Linked DNA regions of Mus musculus: all the other regions are linked to region 3. The links are chromatin contacts, called in public HiChIP or PLAC-seq maps. All regions are on one chromosome and are shown on one strand. Each heading gives the region's core, a stretch centred on a gene start, on an enhancer-like site or on the middle of the called end of the contact. The rest is flanking DNA. Distances are from core to core; before and after follow the strand shown.

Region 1 (3,523 bases), core at 923-3,422, 860 kb after region 3:
GCTAAACCAAGAGAGAGCTATGTAAGTCTGACATAATCCAGGAGATAGTTGGAAGTGAGTGGCCAGTCATCCTAACCATTACCCTAAACTTAACTCCAATCCCGACCCCATCTCTTCCCAACTACAATAAGCCAAATCTCAAACATAATCCAAAGCTTAATCCTATCCCTAACACTAATACTAAAATTAATTCTAACCCTAACCCTAAACCCAACCCTAACCCTAACCCTAACCCTAACCCTAACCCTAAACCCAACCCTAACCCCAAATTCAATTCCAATATCAACCCCACATCAACCCAAGTAACAACCACAACCCTAAACCCTGACCCACACCCTGTAAACATTTAGAGATGAATGAACAATCCCAACTCTAACACCAACATCAATTATAATGTTAGGCCTCAATCCCAACATTAAACCCAACTCCAACCCTAACCCTAATGCTAACCACAACCCTACATCTGATGCCAACCCCATTTCCAACTCTAACCAGAAACCCAACGCTGAAACCAACACTAAACCCAAACCCCAAACATAACCCTAACCTAATCCTAATCTCAACCGCAACCCCAATTCCAATCCTGACTCTGACCCTAACCCCTCAAACCCTAACCCTAACCACTATAGCAACTGTTAAACCCATGCTCTGAAGAAAGCAACTATACTGAAATGCAAATAAATGGACAGTAGCTTCTCACAATAAGGAGATTTAGTTACAAATATGGAACACTAGAAGTTCTTACCAACAGAATAGATAGTTGACTCCTGATCCAGACATCCAGCATAGATGGAGTGTGCCTGACCAGCTCCACCACACTCCAACAGTGAGACCCTTGGTCTGAATCAGACCAGGGGACAACAGGCCTGCCCATAGGTACTGGGTGATGCCATCTGACCCCATGAGAAGGACACATCTGAAACACACACACACACACACACACACACACACACACTATGGGTAATATAATTTCAAAACAACAACATAATACTTCACATATATGAAAGAAAGTTTCATCTCTTGCTTTCAATAAGGGAGGCAGAGGCAGGCAGATTTCTGAGTTCGAGGCCAACCTGGTCTACAAAGTGAGTTCCAGGACAGCCAGGGCTATACAGAGAAACCCTATCTCGAAAAAACAAAAACAAAAACAAAGAAACAAACAAAAGTATCTGTATAAGCCCTGACTAAATTTGCCAGTTGGTGGGGTTTTTTTTGTGTGTGTGTGTGTGTATGTGTGTGTATGGGGGGAGGGGTGTTTTGTTTTGTTTTATTTTGTTTTGTTTTGTTTTTCCTTCCCCTGTGCGGCTGTCTCCTGAAGGAAGAATAGATTTCCCAATTGTAGAGAATTTGTTACTAAACCCTCTGAGCAGACAGCTTCACTGGACTGGACACTGCAACCACTGTTCTGTTTCTAGTTTTGTGCATGTTAATTTTTTCCTTTTGTGGTACCCCCTACCCACCATCAGTACCATGTCATTTCTTAAGCTGATCTTGCAATAACTTTTCTGAGGTTATAGGGTCATCTGATCAGGGCAGATTCTTCTCACTTCTGTTTACAGTCATTTGTGCATTGGGTATTGTTGCTATTGGATGTTCCTAATTGTGCCCCTCAGTAACTCCCAGTGACCTTCAGACCCTCAGTGTCATCTCTCTGACTCACAGAAGGATCTCTGTGGGAGCCATTTCAGACTTTGTTCTCTACGTTAAATGCATGACACAATATCAAGGAGTCCCAACTTAACTTTAGAGAATTAATCACCGAAATGCACAGTTTAGTAGGGACTAAAAGTAATAAAAATGTATTGTTAACTCAAAATATGTCCTAGTTTGATAATGAAATGTAATTGGTCGGTATTAGCAAATTAAACATGGTTTGGGGTGGCCTCTCTTCTCTCTTCCCTTCCTTCCCTCCCTCCTCCTTACTACTTTTCTTAAGAAAGTCACATTGGCAGTTAACATCGACTAGTACATGTTCTCAGCTGTCACATTAGGGTGCTCTGTCCTACCAGAACCTGGCCATACACTGAGTTACATTCATGCTATAATGGAGCTGGGCTACACAGTTCAGCAAACATTCTTACAGCCTCTTGACCACACAGCTGTAGCAAGGGCCTGCTTTTTCCATTCTCACTTTCCCTGAACCCTTGCTCAGAGCCTGTCTATTCCATGACTTCAGAAAACAAAACAACAGGATTCAGCTAGTGACCTAACTGCAAAGAACCCTGAGGGGAGTGGCTCTCTGGCTATGGCTGAGGGCAGCTGGGCAAGAAAACACATCACCCTCTATCTCAAGGCTTCAGGGACACGCCTTGAAGCCATCACCTGCACCAGTGTGACCCAGAGGCCATGCGTCCCTAGAGGGACTTGGAAGAAAGGGCTTTGAAGGCTTATTGCAAAGCAGAAGTCTGTTTCTGGGTAGCTCAGATAAGGAATATTTAATTAATTTAGGCAGTGATAATTAATAACATAAATGGAGTTAGCATAGCTCTCACATTGAACCTACTGGTAGTTACTTAAATGGCACTTATCTTGTATCTTGACTTACGATGCTGATATAAATTAATTACAGCACACAATAATGTTTATGAGCAGGTTGATCGTAATGTTTATTATCCAGCTCAGCATAGTCTGGGAGTGAAAAGAAATGCTCTCAGCAGTTACGCAGGGTCACTAGGAATAAACCAGAACTGCGTCCGGGAAATGGCACCATATGGCCGCCCTATTCATGAGGAAGGTTATTGTTGGAGAAAGCACAATTGGCTGGATTGTGTTCTAACTGCCCCAGCTGCACTTGCCAGGGCTGAGGAAGCTTGTAAACTTTCCCTGGCTTTGACAATGGTTGTGCTTCACCCTCCTAGAGGATCAAGAAGCCGAACAGCTTGGCTATCCAGCCAGCTGGAGCAACATCGCTGGAGAGCTGGAGGGGGTCATGTAGGTGACATTGGATGGCTGCTGTCAAGGTTAGTAGGATATGGCTTGACACGGTCTCTTCTTAGTATAGCTGCTGATTGGTGCTCTCAGCAAATTCAATTCTACTAAGCAAGTAAAAGCCACAAATGAAAAATTAAGTAAACAGAAAGGTAGAATGATGGGTGAGCTGTTAAAATTAGTACTGCTCTTCCAGAGGACTCAAGTTCAGGTGTAAGACCTATGTTGGAAGGCTGACAACTGCCTGTAACTCCAGTTCCAGGGGGAATCTGACACCCCTTCTTTTGGACTCTTCTATGATGCACACATGTGGCACATGCACCAACAAACAAATAAATAGAAAAATCAAGTAAACACTTTGATTTTGACTACAAAATAGTTTTTATTGGATATTTTCTTTATTTACATTTCAAATGTTATCCCATTTCTGGGTTTTCCCCCTTCCCAGAAACTCCTTATCCCATCCCTCCTCCACCTGCTTCTATGAGGGTATTTCTCCACCCACCCACTCCCGACTCCCTGCTCTCAATTCTCCTACACTAGGACATCTATCAAGCCTTCATAGGACTAAGGACCTCTCCTCCCATTGATGCAT
Region 2 (3,400 bases), core at 841-3,340, 790 kb after region 3:
AGGGCAAAGCTCCTGCACTCATTAAGGGAGGGTATTTCCCTAAGTTAAGTCTTGCACAGGAGAAAATTTTAAAATAGTCTTGGAAAGTGTAGCTGTCACGTGATTTTTCTGTTTTGGCACATGGGTAAAAGACATTTGCATGAGACGATGCAAGTTAATGCTGCTGACACAGGGGAATGGTTCTGAGTGAACAAAGAATTTTGCAAGCAGAACACAGCATGTGCAAAGAGATGTGACTTCTGGTGGATGATCCCCAGGAAAATGGAGTGAAGGAGTCCTGGGGGAAAAGAGCAAAGGCCATCTTCCTGAGAGTTCCGCAGACCTGTGGATAGTCATTCTAGTCCTTTCAGCAGGAGACTGACACCCTTAAACAAAAGCAAATATATGGGGGTAGAGACTGTGATACGTGAAACCCAGGTAGGTGCTTGACTATTGTGCTGTCCGAATGTAATCACAGTGCAATGTCCAAACACTGAAATGACCGTGATGAGGGAGGAAGCACGTGGATCCATTGAAAAGGTGGATGCAAAGGAATGTCACCATTTTATTCAAAATCCAAGTGAAGGAGACAGAAAAGGAACGGGACCTGTATTCATTAGTTTGCCATTACTAGGAAGGTGTGCCTTCGTGTAGATAGGGGATGTATCTCAGAAGGAGTTCAGATGGGTGGGGACAGAGAAACATCCTACCTGCTCCTGTGATACAGTCACACCACTGTTTTCACATTGAGCTCAGGACACACACTCTCACCAGCCAGAGACACTGACATTTATGATTTTTAAAAGGATAAAACCTGAAACTTAACGAATGAACCCTTCAGATATTACTGCTTTTAAGTAACTGAGATGGACACCCATGGAAGGAGTTACAGAGACAAAGTTTGGAGCTGAGACAAAAGGATTTACCATCTAGAGACTGCCATATCCAGGGATCCATCCCATAATCAGCCTCCAAACACTGACACCATTGCATACACTAGCAAGATTTTGCTGATAGGACCCTGATATAGCTGTTTCTAGTGAGACTACGCCGGGGCCTAGCAAACACATAAGTGGATGCTCACAGTCAGCTATTGGATGGATCACAGGGCCCCCAATGGAGGAGTTAGAGAAAATACCCAAGGAGCTAAAGGGATCTGCAACCCTATAGGTGGAACAACATTATGAACTAACCAGTACCCCGGAGCTCTTGACTCTAGCTGCATATGTATCAAAAGATGGCCTAGTCGGCCATCACTGCAAAGAGAGGCCCATTGGACTTGCAAACTTTATATGCCCCAGTACAGGGGAACGCCAGGGCCAAAAAGTGGGAGTGGGTGGGTAGGGGAGTAGGGGGGACGGTCTGAGGGACTTTTGGGATAGCATTGGAAATGTAAATGAGGAAAATACCTAATTTTAAAAAAAGTAACTGAGATGGAGTTGAAATGTAAGTACAATTTAAATCTCTGTAAATCCAGCATCACTTGTCAGTTGTCAAGCACTACAGAGCTACACTTCCTGTTTAGCGATCATAGTGGCCATTGTACAAGTGTGTGTACACAGCTCTTGAGCCAGTGCTGCTGTCTGTCCCTACTGTGGGCTTGAATTCTCATCATCCAGTGAAGGTTGCCCTCTGGGCACAGCATGGCACCTGAAGACATGAATGTTTGAGATGGTTCGTCTTCCTGGTGTTCTTAAGCCGGGTCCGTGAGTGCACTTTATTTGAGGAATGTTCTGACATAGAAATACCAACAACCCTTTCTTGTTTTGTTACAACGAACTGTGTAACAGGAGAATGCACTGCAAATCACAGCTTGGAGTAGTGACAGGGGGAGAAGTCTTGGCTAATTAAAATGCTAACCACTTGATTAAAATGGTCTAGTTGTGAGAAGGTTGTGTTGTAAGCGCACGTGGAACAAAGATTTGGCATGGGGTGTTTTCTAGGTTGAACATTTCACCCGAAACATGTTTGGAGTTACAATAAATAAACAAAATCTTTGCTTTAAAAAAAAAAAACTGAAAGTGGGGATTAGAAGCAAGCAGACAAATGAACCCTTTGTAGAAATGATGCTTCCTCCCCTTTAACGCTGACTAATTGACAACTGTTTGAGTCTTTTCTTTTTCTATTTCTTTCCAGAGGGAAGAAAAGATTTGAGTTGGCTGAGATCCCATTAGTACACTAGCTGGAGATAAGCCATCTGTCCCAGCTGCTGTGCCTTCAACTGCCACTCCGACTGACAATGAACCCAGAGACCTGTAATAATTGTGACTTGGTCAGGTAATTCCTTCCTTTTAGAGCCCATCTGTCCCCGCTCTGCACCTCTCTCCTGGGGACACCATTCTCTGGAAGGCAGCAGAACACTGCTGGGACTCAGGATCAGCCTTGGAGGAGAGTGTGGCAGAGCCTGGAGAGAGCAGGCCCATAGAGGAACTGAGAACTGAGAATCTGTGAGGTTGTAATCCCGGTGAGAGGCACTCATAGCATCCGCCACTCAGCCTGCCCTGTTTGGGGAGACTTAAACCAACTGTTTTTGCTTGCTAAGGTGACTTGTAAGAAATGTGTCTTTTCAGGAGTTGGCTTTTCTTTATGTCTTTATGTTTTTGGTAAATTTACAATTTACCTTAAGCCTTTCCCTTTTTCCTCCCATCTTTGTGTATGTGTGAGTGTGATGTGTTTGCGTGTCATGTACACACACGCACTCATTGTGTGTGCCTGCATGATGCATGTGGGAGTGGTCAAAGGACAACTGCAGACATTACCCTTGGTGACACCATCCAGCTTCTTTGGGATCAGGTCTCTCATGGGCTAGAGCACAACAGTTTACTGAGAAAGCATGGCTCAAGTCCCTCCCATCTCTACCTCCCTCAAAGTGGAGGTGTAGGGGCATGCCAACACACCAGGCTTTTAATATCAGTTATGGGGCTCTGAATTCAGGTCCTTGTGCACAGCAGGCATTAGTAACTGAGACATCTCCCAGACTTTTTCTTTTCTTTGTAATGTCTAGCTTCCTTAAGACCAAACAATAGTGAAAGATGTCATACTTTCTTCCTAGAATTTCACTGTAACTGAACATAGCAGACATGACCTGAATCTCTGTACTGAACATGATCCCAAGTTATTTTTTTACAACTGACATCATAGTCTGAAAATACTCATTTCCTGGTGTGCCCTGCTGACTAGACCTTCCCTCAACACCTGGTAAAACAGGAGCAGGAAATAAGAGATGCCCAGCCAAGGGGCCAGGCAATCCTGCAGTAGACAGCTTGGTTGTGACCAGCATCTACTTCAAATGCAGGTGGGGGAGGCCACATCCATGTCTCCATTGATCTCAGGAGGCATATGAAAGTAAATTATTTCACCTGTGCTGCCTACTTCTGACGGCATCTTGGATGTACCTTTGGAGAACATGAATATATCCCAG
Region 3 (3,370 bases), core at 404-2,903:
ACAGCCTTGAATCGGAGCCAGGTGTGATGGCACAGGTCTTTAATCCCTCTACTAGGGAGGCAGAGGCAGGAGGATAGCCTGGTTGAAATAGTGCGACCCTGTCTCACACCCACCTGCTCAGTATTTATGAATATTGCCTGCTGGGACCACACATGCAGGGAAAAGTGAAGTCTCACGATGCTGTCTGGGAAACTCCACCATCCACACCTTGGATTCTGAATGTGGTTTTCAATTAAATTTTAGGCATTGTGTTCACAAACCTCTTATTAACATGTTAGTTCAGCCATGTGACCCCACATGAGGTCATGCCCCAAAATTTAGAAACTGTAAATTAAGCTGCTGGCTAATTACACGAGAACAAATGATCCTTTTTTAAAAATTGGATATTTTCTTTATTTACATTTCAAATGTTATCCCCTTTCCTGGTTTCTCTCCTTCTTGGAAACCTTCTATCACATCCTCCCTCTCCCTGCTTCTATGAGGGTGTTACTCCATCCACCCACCCACCCACCCATTCCGAGCTCCTCACCCTTGATTGTCCTACACGGGACATCTATCGAGCCTTCATAGGACCAAGACCTCTCCTCCCATTGATGCATGACAAGGCCATCCTCTGCTACATATGCAGCTGGAGCCATGTGTACTCCTTTGTTGATGGCTTAGTCCCTGGGAGTTCTGGGGGGTCTGGTGGTTGATATGATCTTAAAGATTGACTTCTGACCATATGATACCTTGTAGGTGTAGATGGGGGAATTTACATCCAGATCATCAAGGGGAACTGTACCGTCCTAACTGCGGAGAGTGGGCTGGGGGAGGGAGGCAAAAACCCATCACTTACAAGAGATGAGAAATCCAAACCTGGAGGCTGGTCTGAGAGGTCAGTTACTCCAAGTGAAAAAGAGTAAAGTCAATGTCTCATTCAGCCCTCATGCCGAGCTGGAAGAAAAGATAAGCTAGGTAGGTCTCCCGTCCTCCGTAAGGCCATTGACTTGGCTGAGGACTTGAGGTCATCACCCAAGAGGAACAGTGAGTCTATCCATCCCTCTATTTGGACTTCTGTCCCAAAGTCTATCTATAAAGGAACTAGGGAAGCATATTTATTCTTCACGACGGTGGGAGGCTACATGGCACAAACAGAAATTGGGAAAACCCATTTCTGGGTACTGTGGAAACTGCTGTTTGCAGCCGCCTCATCTGAATCACCATGCACCAACCCTTCAGGGTGACTGGGAGCAGTTGTCTCTGGGACATGGCCAGGCAAATGGGTCCTAGAGCAGCTCTGAGTTCTGCTTCTTTTATTCACACAGCTGGTTCGCTCCTTGGAGCCTTTAGAGTGCCGTGTGTGTGTGTGTGTGTGTGTGTGTGTGTGTGTGTGTGTGTGTGTGTGTGTGTGTGAATTCCTATAGGTTTGAAGGGTGGTATCAATGATCTGGCCTGACATCTGACAAGTATTCTCAGCCTGACATCTGACAAGTATTCTCAGCACTTATCAGTTGACTGACAAAATGTCACCAAGCGTTTTTTTTTCTTTCCTGTTTTTATCGGGCAATGCACAAGTTGACCACTGGATGGCAATGTTTCCCCACGAACGCATCTTCTCCCCGCCCCCTTCCTAGTGAGGACAAAAGCGGCTGGAAAGTGGTCCAGGTGCTGCCATTCTGAGGAGCTTTCTCCTAAGTAGCCCATTTCCTCCTGGGAAGGGGAAAACCCAGAAGTCTCACAATTCAGAATATTTTTCTCCTTTCTGCAATCTACATGCAGAGCTTTTGTGTTTTCTTTCTTTTTTATTATTTCCTTTTTTTTTTTTTATCTCGCCTAGAGAAATTTTCATTCACTGTCACCAACAGATTTATTTTCACTCTGCCTTAGAAACTGAACATTCTGTTGGACGCTGGTCCACAGGAGAGCGCGGTTTCAGACACCTCTGTAATAGGAAGCGACGGTAGGCACTGGGGAGGATCCCTACCTGTGGTCGGTGCTGTGGGAGGCTCCTGGAAGCGGCAGTGAAAACCCTGATAGTAAATGCCGCCCAAACTGCTGGTTACTTCTGGGGTTTCCAGATGCCATGTGGACACCCAGACAGTTTCCCCATCCTTCTTGGAGAGTTGCTGGGGAATTCTAAGTCACAATCGAAATTCCTTAATGCCTCAGAGCTTTCAACTGAAGTCTGAGCTGATCAAATGGCCCAGGATACGCGTTTTCCCCTCGGCTCTTCCCTTTGTGCTTTGGGCACCTTAAGGTAGCATGAAGGGTCTTAAAGATGGGTTGGGCTGAGCCTTGCTCTGACTGCCTAGGCTTGTGCTTGTTCTTTGTGGCTTTCATGCAGTGCCTTGGGACCTAGAAAGGGACAATCTAAAGGCTGGAAGGAGCTTGAGAGTTTAGCCACTTCAGCTCTATTCTGTGTGTTTGTGTGTGTGTTGCATGCATGTGGATGTGCGAATGTGTGTGCAGGCACATATGGATGCCAGACCAGTTGGCTGTTTTCCTCTCTCACCTTTTCCTTTTCTTCCCTCCCTCCCTCCCTCCCTCCCTCCCTCCCTCCCTCCCTCCCTCCCTCCCTCCCTCCCTCCCTCCCTCTTTCTCTCTCTCTCTCTCTCTCTCTCTTTCTTTCTTTCTTTCTTTCTTTCTTTCTTTCTTTCTTTCTTTCTTTCTTTCTTTCTTTCTTTCTTTCTTTCTTTCTTTCTTTCTTTCTGACAGGGTCTCTCTGTATAGCTATCACCTTTTATTAAGGCAGGGCCTCCCACTGAATCAGAAGCTCAGGCTGTCTTGACAGCTCTTCTTTTGGATCCTTGGGATCCTACAATGCTGGCTTTACTGGTGCACTTAGCAAAGCCTAGTGTTTTCTTGGGTGTTGGGATTTCTACTCAGGTCTTCGTGCTTGCAGACCAAGTGTTCCTGCCTACTCAAGCCATCTCCCAAAGGCCCAGGTCCTTTGAGTTTTACATTTTAACTTTATTCTTTGGCAATTTAACACACTAAACAATGTTGTGCAACAATATATACCCCCATTCCCCTCTCCAATCATTCTAGATACCATCTCCCACATGTCCTTACAAACTTCATCTCCTCCCAGCTCTGCCTTCTCCTCCTTCCTCCCCTCTTTTCACCCACTGAGTACAATTCTTGTCACATGCTTAAGACAAGTTACATGTCACATACTGCTTACATTCTTAAGGCTATGGGGTACCTTCCACTGGACTGTAGACTTCCTACAATGGCCGCACTGATGAAGAAAATGATTCTTCTTCCCACAGTGGCCTTCACCTTCCCATGGCTCCTCATAAGCCCCTCCCCCTCCATGTTGGTTGACTTGCTTTTGTACGGGTCTTACACAGGTAACCATAACTGCTGTGAGTTCATGAGTGGAGTG

What was found. HiChIP or PLAC-seq counts read pairs in DNA pulled down with a chosen protein or histone mark.
Region 1: an H3K4me3 HiChIP or PLAC-seq map of embryonic forebrain shows a contact between it and region 3, with 7 times the contacts expected there. The contact joins two enhancer-like sites. A contact is called at or near these places in 1 of 484 Hi-C or Micro-C datasets (urothelial organoids), 7 of 115 datasets of contacts at active chromatin or transcription factors (differentiating embryonic stem cells, embryonic basal ganglia, embryonic forebrain and 4 more) and 1 of 9 other capture datasets (embryonic tail).
Region 2: an H3K4me3 HiChIP or PLAC-seq map of embryonic basal ganglia shows a contact between it and region 3, with 5 times the contacts expected there. The contact joins two enhancer-like sites. A contact is called at or near these places in 3 of 39 promoter capture datasets (cranial neural crest, maxillary cranial neural crest and second pharyngeal arch cranial neural crest) and 7 of 115 datasets of contacts at active chromatin or transcription factors (differentiating embryonic stem cells, embryonic basal ganglia, embryonic forebrain and 4 more).

What each region holds. Positions count from the first base shown.
Region 1 is chr12:27,575,055-27,578,577 of GRCm38.p6, reverse strand. No RefSeq gene overlaps it. Among named protein-coding and RNA genes, the nearest start is that of Gm4166, 21 kb to the left of the region's middle. Within about 2 kb of position 2,172, at least 39 of the 459 cell types and tissues checked have an H3K27ac peak or open chromatin away from gene starts, as enhancers often do. A contact at or near this core is called in embryonic basal ganglia, embryonic forebrain and embryonic limb bud, where this site is marked.
Region 2 is chr12:27,645,556-27,648,955 of GRCm38.p6, reverse strand. No RefSeq gene overlaps it. Among named protein-coding and RNA genes, the nearest start is that of Gm4166, 49 kb to the right of the region's middle. Within about 2 kb of position 2,090, at least 24 of the 459 cell types and tissues checked have an H3K27ac peak or open chromatin away from gene starts, as enhancers often do. A contact at or near this core is called in embryonic basal ganglia and embryonic forebrain, where this site is marked.
Region 3 is chr12:28,430,849-28,434,218 of GRCm38.p6, reverse strand. No RefSeq gene overlaps it. Among named protein-coding and RNA genes, the nearest start is that of Gm25564, 82 kb to the right of the region's middle. Within about 2 kb of position 1,653, at least 68 of the 459 cell types and tissues checked have an H3K27ac peak or open chromatin away from gene starts, as enhancers often do. A contact at or near this core is called in embryonic basal ganglia, embryonic forebrain and embryonic limb bud, where this site is marked.